Regions from separate parts of the Mus musculus genome. Here regions 1 and 3 are each linked to region 2. The links are chromatin contacts, called in public HiChIP or PLAC-seq maps. All regions are on one chromosome and are shown on one strand. Each heading gives the region's core, a stretch centred on a gene start, on an enhancer-like site or on the middle of the called end of the contact. The rest is flanking DNA. Distances are from core to core; before and after follow the strand shown. Region 1 has its middle 4.3 kb from the start of Gm33742. Region 2 holds the start of Dhx40 (DEAH (Asp-Glu-Ala-His) box polypeptide 40). Region 3 overlaps Cltc (clathrin, heavy polypeptide (Hc)).

Region 1 (3,720 bases), core at 558-3,057, 65 kb before region 2:
GGGGATGTAGCTCAGCGTCTGAGTACTTGTCCAGCATATATCAAGCCCTGGGGTCAAGTCACAGTAGCAGAACAGCTTTTAAAAAGTGGGGGCCTACAGTCTGGGAGGGGGTGGGAGCTAAAGATGGAAATACATCCCTGATGGGGAGCATGTAACTGGGCAAGCCTCATGCTGGGATAAAAGGCACAGCCCAGAATATCAAGGGCTCCCTGTGACGGAGTTCAGTAGGGAGAAATTCAAGAAGGCTTGATATTTAAGAATCAAGCCAGGCCAGGAATGATGGCATACACCTACAATCCCAGCAGTCAGAAACCAAAGGTAGAAGACTGGTGAATTCTAAGGCAGCCTAGGTTACATAGCAAAATCCTGTCTCAAAACAAATAAGAGGACAGGTGTCATAGAGGGGTCTTTCTCTGCCTATACCCCTTTCCTTGGGCTTGAAGGCTACTCTCTCCAGATCACATGTAAAATTCCTAAGCCCCAGCAACCCACTACATGTCCCGATTTGGAAATATAGCTGTTATAGACGAAAATGGTTCAGGCATCATGAAGGTGTCCCTGTTCTCAGAAGGTCGGATGGCTCTGTGGTTAAGAGCACTGGCTGCTTTTCCTGAGGACCTGAGTTCAATTCCCACCACCCACATGGCAGCTCACAGTTGTTGATAACTCCAATTCCAGGAGATCCAGTGATATCTTCTGGCCTTAGTGGGCACCAGGGATATACATGGTCCACAGGCATACATGCAGGCAAGACACTCTTGCACACAGAATGATAAAATAAAATTTAATTTAAAACCAAAAAAGAAATTCAGACACACACAGAGAATATCGTGTGAGGAGGAAGGCAGAGAAAAGAAGGGAACATCCATATGCCAAGGGGTGCCACAGCTCACCAGCAACCCCAGAAGCTATGAAGAGGAAGGGAACAGCTCCTCTTGGCCCTCAGAAGAGACCCACCCAGACGGAACTTTGATTTCAGACTTTTGGATTCCAGATCTAAGAGACGATACAACTCTGCTATTGAAGCCAATCAGCTCGTGGTATTTGGGTCAGTAGCCTTGCAGACTAATGAATCCCTTTTTTCTAAAGAGGTACCCCGTTCCTCATTGCCTCTGACCAATCTAAGTCCTGGTTTGCTAACCCTAGCCTCAGAAAAGCTGAAGTTGTGGGGAGCTTTCCAATAAAAATCTCATATTTAGAGCTCTCGTAAACAGGGGCACTCCCAGGAAGCCAGAGGACAGTGAAGGGGGTTAGTTCCATTTACAGTGGAGAATGTTCCAAGCCCCCAGGACTCCCTCTCCCCTCCCCCCAGAAGCACAAGGTCTAAGAGAAAGGGGTCTCTAAATAGAACTGGGTGTCAACTCTCAGGGAATGCAAATATTCAACTCCAAGCCTGGAGCATGGATGTCACTTAATATGGCTCACAAAGTCTTTGTTCTCTTTGTCGACAGTCAGGAGTGTTACCAACTTGCCTTTAGTTAATCTGATAAAGGCAGCCAGTTTCCATGGTTACCTCTAAGCATGCAGGAAGGTGCCTTTCCTAGGAGGCCCTAGGTTTAAGCAAATAACAAAACATGGCCCCCAGACACAGTGAAAATAAGTGACATGGACCGAGTGAGCAGAATGGGATACTGGGGGTGGGGGTGGGGATACAAACCAGAGACCCGGTGGTTAGCGCTCAGAAACAGAGCAGAGAGCCTCCCTAGTGCCATGTCTGTTCCTAGAAAGTAAGGGCAGTGTGAAGCCCTGGCTTCCTCTGGCTTTCCTCCACTTGGTCTTTGCCTGGGTGATTCTGCTCAGTCACAGGTCACTGGGCCAGTACTCAGTTAGTCTTAGCAAGGAAGGTCAGGATGGGTCTCTGACACTTGCAGACAAGAGGTGCCCATCTGAAGTGCAGCTATGCGGTTGTATGTGTGGGAGGAAGGCCACAGCAAGGTCTAAACAGTTCCGTGGGGGCTGAAACTCACTTATAAGTTCCTACAACATTTCCCTTACATTGTGGCAGCTCCCCAGTGCTCAGCCACGGTGCTGAGTTATCTAACTACTCAGATGGAGGGACCAGACGTCATCACCAGTCTGTCTTCGGCTTAGACACCACAGCCAAGTTGGTAGGTTCTCAGATCACCCTTGTGTCAGCTGGCGACAAATACAGAGGCTCCCACAGGTGACTCACAGACAGTAGGAGATCTGCACACAGTTAAGATTTATTTAATGATTTTATGTGTATGAGTGTTTTGTTCACATGAATGCCTGTACATTGCCTGGTGCCCAAGTAGGCCAGGAAGGGGTGGGGGAGGGTTGGTTCCCTTAAAACTGCAGTTATGGATGGTTGTGAGACACCACATGGGTGCTAGGAACTGAACCTTAGTCCTCTACAAGAGCAGCCAGTGAGTGCTCTTAACCAGTGAGGGAACTATCTAGCCCCAAGCTTTTATATTTATGGAGATAATTTATCAGCGTGAACTGTACAAATCAAGATTCAGCCAAGGGAAGGGACACAGAGGTCGGGCTGGGGAGGTGTCCATATGCGAGCTCAGGTCGCGCTTTCCCCTGGAGCCCTGACGTCCTGCCTGTGAGGCCTGATGATAGCTACAGACTTGCCCTGCTTGCCTAGGGAAACTCACCCTACTTCCTGCCTAGTTTTCAATGGGGTTTGACCACATAATGCCCACGTGGCTTTTAGTCTCCAGGTCCTTCTAAAGGTCACCACTGATATCATTGTGACCCAAAGTCCCAGTCCTAAATCTCATGTTAGCTTTTCCAATGGCCAAAGCCCCTGGGCAAACAGAAACATTGCTATCTAAGCAGGACGTTCAGGAACCTGGAGATCTCTGATGAATAGCCAGGGCAAAGGCCAGGCCCCTTTGATAGCCATCAGTCTCTCTTCCTGCATTCCTTGTCTTCCCCAGGCAGACCACGTGTGGGCTCCGGAGACATCTGAGATAACCTTTGTTAAACTAAGCAGGTCTTATCAAGTAGAAGACTCACCAGGAACCACCATCCCCATGTTTGAGGTAGCAAATCCTGTTGCTGGGGAGGGGCAGCCTCTAGACAAAAAAATTCCTTTGTGGCACACAGAGAAGAGTCTACAGTCTATTCATATTTATTTCTTTTTTTCTTTTGTGGTGCTGGGGATCAAATCCCATACATTTATGGCGTTAAGCAAATGTTCTGCTACTGGGCTCCACTCTCAGCTGCTGTAGCCTTCTTTAAATATCAAATGTATTATTTCTTTATTTTTTATAACGTGAATGGGTGTTTTGTCTGTCTGTATGTGTGCATCATGTGACTACAGGGGGGCTGTGGAAGCCGGAAGAGGGTGTCAGATACCCCAGAAACAAAGTTGTAGCTGCCACGTGGATAGTGGGAATTGGAAGAGGACCCAGTGTCTTCTTAATCACCATCTCTCCAGGCCTTGCAACCTTCTTTTAAAAGCTCTTCCACAAAATATTTGTTGCCACATGAAGAATGGCGGCATCCCCATTCAGTCAGTCATTTGAACATATTCTCTGTTCTTCTTTTCCTTCATTCCTGGCTTCTTGCTCTAATCTTAGACCTTTGGTTGCCAAGGAACATGTCCTTTCCTTATACCGCCAGTGCCTTCCGTGAGCCAGTCCCGAAAAGCATTCTGTAAATATGAGTCCTGGTTCACCTGCTCAAGAACTCAGCTCTGTTGAATCTCTCCAGATAAGGGCTAGTGTAGATGCTTCTGGCTGCAGG
Region 2 (3,530 bases), core at 729-3,228:
CACTTCTCATTCCAGTATTAGGTTAGTATGATTGTGAGGTTTCTTATCTCTCTCTTTTTCATCACCAAGAGGAAGTTTCAGAAATTTCTTTCTCACACGTGAAAACCAGAGAATATTAACCTTTAATCCCATATCCCTGGACAGGCAAACTTCTGGGAGCTCAAAGCTAACCTGATCTACTTAATGAGTTTCAGGCCATCTAGGGCTATATAGTGATATATAGTGAGACTTTGTCCAAAACTGTATATATCAAATACTTAATCATTTAAATACAAATTGCTTAGTAAATGGTCACAATTCCTGATTTGAAATGATTCTGCTTATTTTCTTAGAAAGTGACTTTGTGAAATAGCTGGTCTGTTGCTCAGTTACAGAGGTCACCAATATCTTCATGGTCTGACTACAATTGTATATTTTGATCTCTTCTGACATAATAGTTTGAATTACTAATAGAAATCGAAAGGTTCAGAGATGGTTTTAATGTTTTGGAGAAATCTAAAATGTTCTCCTGTCACTAGGGCTATTGCCTCAGCCGTTAGAAAGTTACACCTGACTTGCTATCATTCAAATTCTGATAAACTTGCATTAAAGGAGTTGTTGATCAGTTACGTTGAAAAGGAGTTGATACATGTACGTTTTAAAGCAAAGTCTTGGATTCTTGTAACATCTTACATCTTTTCTAGTTTGGTCTTGGGTTGATAAGTGAATGGTAGTTTTATGTTGCCTTCCTATAAACCATGATTAATTTTAACAGCAGGAACTACTGAAAAGTGCAAGAAGCAAATGGACAAGGTCACATATATCTGTAATTTAGCACTTGGGTAGCTGAGGCTGGAAGATCATGAGTTCTAGGGTATCCTGGGCTACATAGTGATTTAAGTGTAAGAAGCAGGTTTCTTCACATTTTTTCATAATTAACTCAACTCAGAAAATCAGCTGGCATTATCACTGAAGGACTAGTCCAAGAACCCCCCTCCTTCCCTCCCTCCCTTTTCCCCTCTTCCCCCCCTCCCTCCTTCCTTCTCTTTTCCTCTCCCTTCTTTCTCCCTCTCCCCTTTATTCACCTCCTCTTCTGAGACAGAGTCTCATTCTCAGAATTATCCTGGTGGTAACCCGGAACTCACAGCAACTCTTTTGCCTCTGCCTCGCAAGTGTTAGGACCACACTCAGCTTTGATAAAGTACTGGGTATTGAATCCCAGGGTCTCTCATATCGTAGATAAGTATTCTACCACTGAACTGTACACCAAGTCCCCAACATACCTTTAAAAATAAGTAAACCACACCACCTCAGATAATGTGTATCTGTAGAATTTTCAGCAGTTGTGTTTTCTAAGGAACGTACTTCCACTAAAAGTCAACTTATTTTAAAACAGATGTTAACCCTGTCTCGAAAAAAACAAAAAAAATCAACCAACAACCCAGATGTTATTCATTCATCTATCCTCAACAAACCCTATTGTCCACCTCAAATCACTGCTCCCTGCTGGGTGTACAATATATAGTGTTCCGGAAGTCTGGATCATGTGTGTCTTCCCAGCTTCTTGGAGGGTATGGAAAATATGCAAATAAATGTAAATGAAGGGTTCCATGAAGGAAGTGAAACAGCATGGGAATCTAAGTTTTGAAAACTACAGAACTACAAGTTGGACCGCACTATGTGTCTTGATAGGACGATAGGGAAGTGAGTTGCCCAAGGTCACACTGTAGGATGGCTTCGGCTCCTGGGAAAGGGTCATTCAACTGGTATCTGGAGATAGGCAAGACTTGTGGGGATGCTGTGGTGACTAAGGGCCACACTGGACAAACTGTGACCTGGCCCTCAGGTGTTCAGGTGTGACTTCGCGGGTGGCGGAGGCACGTGGCGATGGGCGGGACTCCTTGGGGGTGGTGCCTCGGGGCCCCCAGGAGCGCGGGCCCGTGCGCGTCCAAGCAGAGGCCGCCACGTCATCGAGCCGCTCCCCCACCCCTCTCAGCCAGTCGCACGCGCGGAAGTAAACACCCCTACGTCATCAGGGCGCGTCCTCGCCTTTCCCCTCCCATCTCCTCGGCTCCGTGGACGTGTTCGCTTCTTCTCCGGACCGGGTCTATGTCCCGGTTTCCCGCCGTCGCGGGCAGGGCGCCAAGGCGGCAGGAGGAAGGCGAGCGGCCAATAGAGCTCCAGGAAGAGCGGCCGTCAGCTGTTCGCATCGCTGACAGAGGTACGGTCCGCGGGACGCTGTGGCACCCGGAGGGAGTTATTTGCGGGGCGAAAAGTACATCTGTGGGCGGCAGAGGAGGTGGGAAGGGAGCTTAGACGTTCTTTTGGTCTTTTAAGCCAGACGACGAACTTTGCGTCCAGTGAGCACTTTGGCTTAGAAGGGGGCGGTCCCAAACCCAAGTTGGGTGAGAACCTCTCTGGGGGGCAAGAAAGTGGACCCGAACGCCCAAATGCCTTCTGCTGTTCTACAGCCTCATAAAGCCTTTGTTCTCTACCCGTTCATCCCCCTCCCCTTCGTCGGGCCGCCAGCCTGCCTTTGGGTACGGTATGAAGGGAGCCCGTTTCCAGGAGCCAGTTTCCATGGTTACCCACCACTTGGCCTTCTGGGATATCAGTCACTCTGAACAGGGACCTAACTTGAACTGTGAATCAGAAGCAAATACAGGTGGCTTCTTCTTCTTCTCAGAGTTGTTCTGCTGTGCTCAGGTTGTTGATCTATTGTTTAATAAAATTGAGTTTAGTTTTTCCAGGTAGGTATGCATACATACACGTTGTCTTGTGCTTGACTGACTTTGTCAAGTACGGCGAGTTACACATCAACAATGTTGAAGTTGTTTGATTTTACCAAAAAAAGTTATTCTGAGTTTATAAACTTTCACGTGTGATTTGTACATGGTTGACGTAACTGAAAAGTCATAGATTGATCTTTCCCGTTGTGCGATTCCTGTGCATTCTTCTTTCAGGTCTGAGCCATTGTCAGAGAGCTCTTCTCAGGTGTTTTCATTGCACAATTGTTTTTGTGTTGTTACAGAAGAGAAAGGATGCACATCACAGGAGGGAGGAACAACTCCAACGTTTCCTATTCAGAAACAAAGAAAAAAGCTCATTCAAGCTGTGAGGGACAACTCGTTCCTCATCGTTACTGGAAATACAGGAAGTGGTAAAACAACTCAACTCCCTAAATACCTTTATGAAGCAGGTAATTTTATTCTTGGATAAAGCTGGAAGCACTAAAGAGAGAAATTCTTTAAATTTTAATGAAAGTACTGTAGTGTGCAAATGCCCATTGCTGCGTTGCTTTGTCAGATCCTTAGCCTCCCTATGTCTCCTTGGCTTTCTGGATTTATTTCAGGCTCCGGAATTGTTGGGGTGACATATTAAACTACAATGATAATAATAATAATAATAGAAGAAGAAGAAGAAGGCTGATTGTGGTGGTGCACACTTTTAATCCCAGCACTTGGTAGGCAGAGTCAGGAGCATCTCTGAGTTGTAAGGCTAGCATGGTTTACATATTAAGTTCCAGGCCAGCTATGGTTATATGATAAGAA
Region 3 (3,547 bases), core at 835-3,334, 69 kb after region 2:
TTCCTTTCCTGAGTTTGGTTTTTTTTTTTTTTTTTTCTTGTTCAAGTTGGCCTGGGACTTAGAGATCTGCTTGCCTCGACCTATACCAAGTGCTAGGATTTAAGGCATGCACCACCACATATAGCTCTAATTTTGTTTTCACTTTTCTTTCTTTTTTTCTTTCTTTCTTTTTTTTTTTTTTTTTCAAGACAGGGTTTCTCTGTGTAGCCCTGGCTGTCCTAGAACTCACTCTGTAGACCAGGCTGGCCTCAAACTCAGAAATCCGCCTGCCTCTGCCTCCCAAGTGCTGGGATTAAAGGCGTGCGCCACCACGCCCAGCTTTATTTTCACTTTTAAATAAAGTATATGTCTGTTTCACGTGGAATAGCTTGAATAGTGCTAGTACATTCTTGATAGGAAAACAAAAGGTTCGAATGCCTAATGGTCTTGGTAGAGTCTGTCTAGTAAGAAAGGATATAGTGTAGGATTATATAGATTGCAAGCAACCTAATTCTTTTAAAACCAAATCTTCATTTTTTTTCCTATAAGTAAAATACTCTGAAGGTATAGGCCATTTAACATTTCTTACTTCCTCCTCCCTCCCCCTTTTCTTCTGCTCTTGTTTTTCATGTAGAGTTTCTCTGTGTAGCCCTGGCTGCCCTGGAACTTACTCTGTAGGCCAGATTGGCCTCAAACTCAGAGATCCACCTGCCTCTGCTTTTTGAGTGCTGGGATTAAAGGTGTGTACCACCACCACCTGGCGCGCGCGCGCGTGTGTGTGTGTGTGTATAAATTGGAAAAAGTGTTATGTGTATGGATGTTGTCCTGCATATATGTCTGGGTGCCACACATATTTTTGATACCCACAGAGGGTATTGGATCCACTGGAACTGAAGTTGCCAGTGGTTGGGAGCTGCCGTGTCAGGCTGGGCATCAAACCCCTGTCCTCTGGAAGAACAGCTAATTCTCTTAATGCAGAACCATCTCTCCAGACCCTTAATTTGATTTTTGTTTTGAGACAGAGGCTCTGTAGTTCAGAATTCTTCTGCCTCATCCTCTTGTATGTAGATGGTATCAGGCACTATCTTGCTCTTTATATTGCTTTTTTTTTTTTTTTTTGGTTTTTCGAGACAGGGTTTTCTGTGTAGCCCTGACTGTCCTGGAACTTACTTTGAACTCAGAAATCGCCTGTCTCTGCCTCCCCAGTGCTGGGATTAAAGGTGTGCACCACCACGCCCGGCTCTTACATTACTTTTTTAATTTCACTGTTTGGCTGACACTTTTATATAAGTCTACATTTTTTCAGATACTAAAGAAACTGAAGCCGGGCGTGGTGGCGCACGCTTTTAGTCCCAGCACTCAGGATACAGAGTCAGGCTGATTTCTGAGTTTGATGCCAGCCTGCTCTACAAAGTGAGTTCCAGGACAGCTACCCAGAGAAACCCTGTCTTGAAAACCCAAAAAAAAAAAAAAAAAAAAAGAAACTGAACAATGGTATCCGAAAAATTCAAAAGTGTAGTAGGTAAAGGTCTGGGGTTGAAACTTAGAGTCATAGTTCTCATGGCTAGTGTGCTGTGTTCCTGTAGATAACCGTATGAACTCTGAGCCATTGAAATACTTTTTGCAACTATTGAAGGAAATGATCTGCATGAATCCTTCAAGGGTCTAAAAACAGATGTGTATTTCTCCCCAGAAACTAGATGGATAACTTGGTTTTATTTAGTTTATCTAAGGAAAAGACCTCTCTGAATACCACTCATGTTCCATTCATACATTTGGTGACAATTTCCATTCCTTCTCCAGTCCTGAAGTTAAGAAGTAACCAACCACATTTGTTGTAAGTTAGCTGTTTTATAGTTTGTCTATTTGCCTGGCATTAGAGTATATCTTGAGCTTGTAAAACTGGTTAATGTTCTACTTTAATGCCATGTGTGTATTAATGGTTATATAGCTACTTGGCTTTTTGTCCTCGGTGCTATGTCTAAGTTATAACTACATTTTATTACTGGTTATACCTGTAGTACTTGAGGAGTTAAAGGGAAGTGAAAGTAAAAGAGTCTTAGTCCTATTCTGGACCTTACTCAGATCCTGGCCTGTTTGTAGCAGGAGAGTTTGATGTAAGATACAGCTGACATTGCTCAGCCAGCACAGTAAAGGGAATGCACAGCTGGGGACAAGGGCTTTTTCTCAGTTTACAACATGAAAATTCACTACCATGGAGGGAAGAGGGCAGGATGGGACTGCTCTTTTTTTTTTTTTAAAGGATTTAGTTAACCAGAGGATTAGTGACCCATTCTAGTAGAATCTTTCTAGTAACAGGTGACTTCTGTTACTCACACTTTTTGGTTTTCAAAGATTTACCATCTGTAGAACCACTGTTTATTGAGCAAATACTATAGTATCTGCTTTATACAGAGCAAAAATTCCCTCACTCCCTCCCTTCCTTCCTTCCTCCTTTCCTTTTTTCTTTTGTGTGTGTGGTTGTTAGAGACATTTTCTCTGTGTAACCCTGGCTGTCCTGGAACTCTCTCTGTAGATTAGGCTAGCCTCAGACTCAGATCTGCTTTTGCTTTGATTAAAGGCATTTGCTACCATACCCAGGTATTAAAATTCTTAAATAGCTCTTTCTACATATATTGTAAGTTTTGGATTCTTTAAAAGATTTATCTGTCTATTTATATTATAGTGCTTTATTTGCATTTACACTTGTATGCCAGAAGAGGGCATCAGATACCATCATAGATGGTTGAGCCACTATGTGGTTGCTGGGAATTGAACTCAGGACCTCTGGAAGAGCAGACAGTGCTCTTAAAAGCTGAGCCATTTTTGTTTGTTTGTTTGTTTGTTTTGTTTTTCGAGACAGGGTTTCTCTGTATAGCCTTGGCTGTCCTGGAACTCACTTTGTAGACCAGGCTGGCCTCGAACTCAGAAATCTGCCTGCCTCTCCCTCCCGAGTGCTGGGATCAAAGGTGTGCACCACCATTGCCCTGCTAGCTGAGCCATTTCTTGAGCCTCAAGATCCCTGTTCTTAAGAGGTAAATTTAGGCCGGGCAGTGATGGTGCACGCCTTTAATCCCAGCACTCGGGGGGCGGGGGGGGGGGGGCAGAGGCAGGCAGATTTCTGAGTTTGAGGCCAGCCTGGTCTACAGAGTGAGTTCCAGGACAGCCAGGGCTACAGAGAAACCTTGTCTCGAAAAATGAAAAGGAAGAAAAAAAAAAAAAAAAAAAGAGGTAAATTTAGCTTGTCAAACAAGCAGTTCTTTCTTGTGTCTCTGTATAATCTTTATTCCCTGCCTGTTCAAGCCTTTCCTAGTCTATACTCTCTAGTGTATTTTGAAGTATCTCTAGCTCCCTTAAGACAGTTGTACCCCTGTGCAGTAGCACATGTTTCTGGAGAGAGTTCTCTAGACTGGCTCCGCCCAGCTTCGGAGGCGTCTGATAGAGCCCCGCCCATAGGGCTGGTTCTGACTCTGCACAGGTGTGGAACTTTGTCTGCTCAGGGTAGTAGTCTGTTCCTCCAAGAATTCTGACCTTTTAAATCTTTTACTCCTTTTTAAAATATTACTTT

Evidence for each region. HiChIP or PLAC-seq counts read pairs in DNA pulled down with a chosen protein or histone mark.
Region 1: an H3K27ac HiChIP or PLAC-seq map of trophoblast stem cells shows a contact between it and region 2, with 30 read pairs. The contact joins the enhancer-like site here to the promoter of Dhx40 in region 2. A contact is called at or near these places in 3 of 39 promoter capture datasets (Sertoli cells, embryonic stem cells and macrophages), 1 of 15 datasets of contacts at CTCF or cohesin (embryonic stem cells), 13 of 484 Hi-C or Micro-C datasets (cerebellar granule neurons, cerebellum, cortical neurons and 6 more), 7 of 115 datasets of contacts at active chromatin or transcription factors (bone marrow-derived macrophages, embryonic stem cells, extraembryonic endoderm stem cells and 3 more) and 3 of 9 other capture datasets (adipose tissue, liver and pancreatic islet).
Region 3: a BATF HiChIP or PLAC-seq map of CD8 T cells shows a contact between it and region 2, with 19 read pairs. The contact joins the enhancer-like site here to the promoter of Dhx40 in region 2. A contact is called at or near these places in 1 of 39 promoter capture datasets (macrophages), 1 of 15 datasets of contacts at CTCF or cohesin (CD8 T cells), 12 of 484 Hi-C or Micro-C datasets (CD8 T cells, DN3 thymocytes, differentiating embryonic stem cells and 8 more), 6 of 115 datasets of contacts at active chromatin or transcription factors (the 230-238 cell line, CD8 T cells, bone marrow-derived macrophages and 1 more) and 3 of 9 other capture datasets (adipose tissue, liver and pancreatic islet).

What each region holds. Positions count from the first base shown.
Region 1 is chr11:86,871,103-86,874,822 of GRCm38.p6, reverse strand. No RefSeq gene overlaps it. Among named protein-coding and RNA genes, the nearest start is that of Gm33742, 4.3 kb to the right of the region's middle. Within about 2 kb of position 1,807, at least 53 of the 459 cell types and tissues checked have an H3K27ac peak or open chromatin away from gene starts, as enhancers often do. A contact at or near this core is called in adipose tissue, cortical neurons, liver and 2 more, where this site is marked.
Region 2 is chr11:86,806,108-86,809,637 of GRCm38.p6, reverse strand. It overlaps Dhx40 (DEAH (Asp-Glu-Ala-His) box polypeptide 40), which reads left to right and starts at 1,978. Exons shown (of 18, transcript NM_026191.2): 1 at 1,978-2,200; 2 at 3,011-3,178. The coding sequence starts at 2,089.
Region 3 is chr11:86,737,653-86,741,199 of GRCm38.p6, reverse strand. The region is part of intron 1 of Cltc (clathrin, heavy polypeptide (Hc)); the gene reads left to right. Among named protein-coding and RNA genes, the nearest start is that of Cltc, 18 kb to the left of the region's middle. Within about 2 kb of position 2,084, at least 50 of the 459 cell types and tissues checked have an H3K27ac peak or open chromatin away from gene starts, as enhancers often do. A contact at or near this core is called in the 230-238 cell line, CD8 T cells, adipose tissue and 3 more, where this site is marked.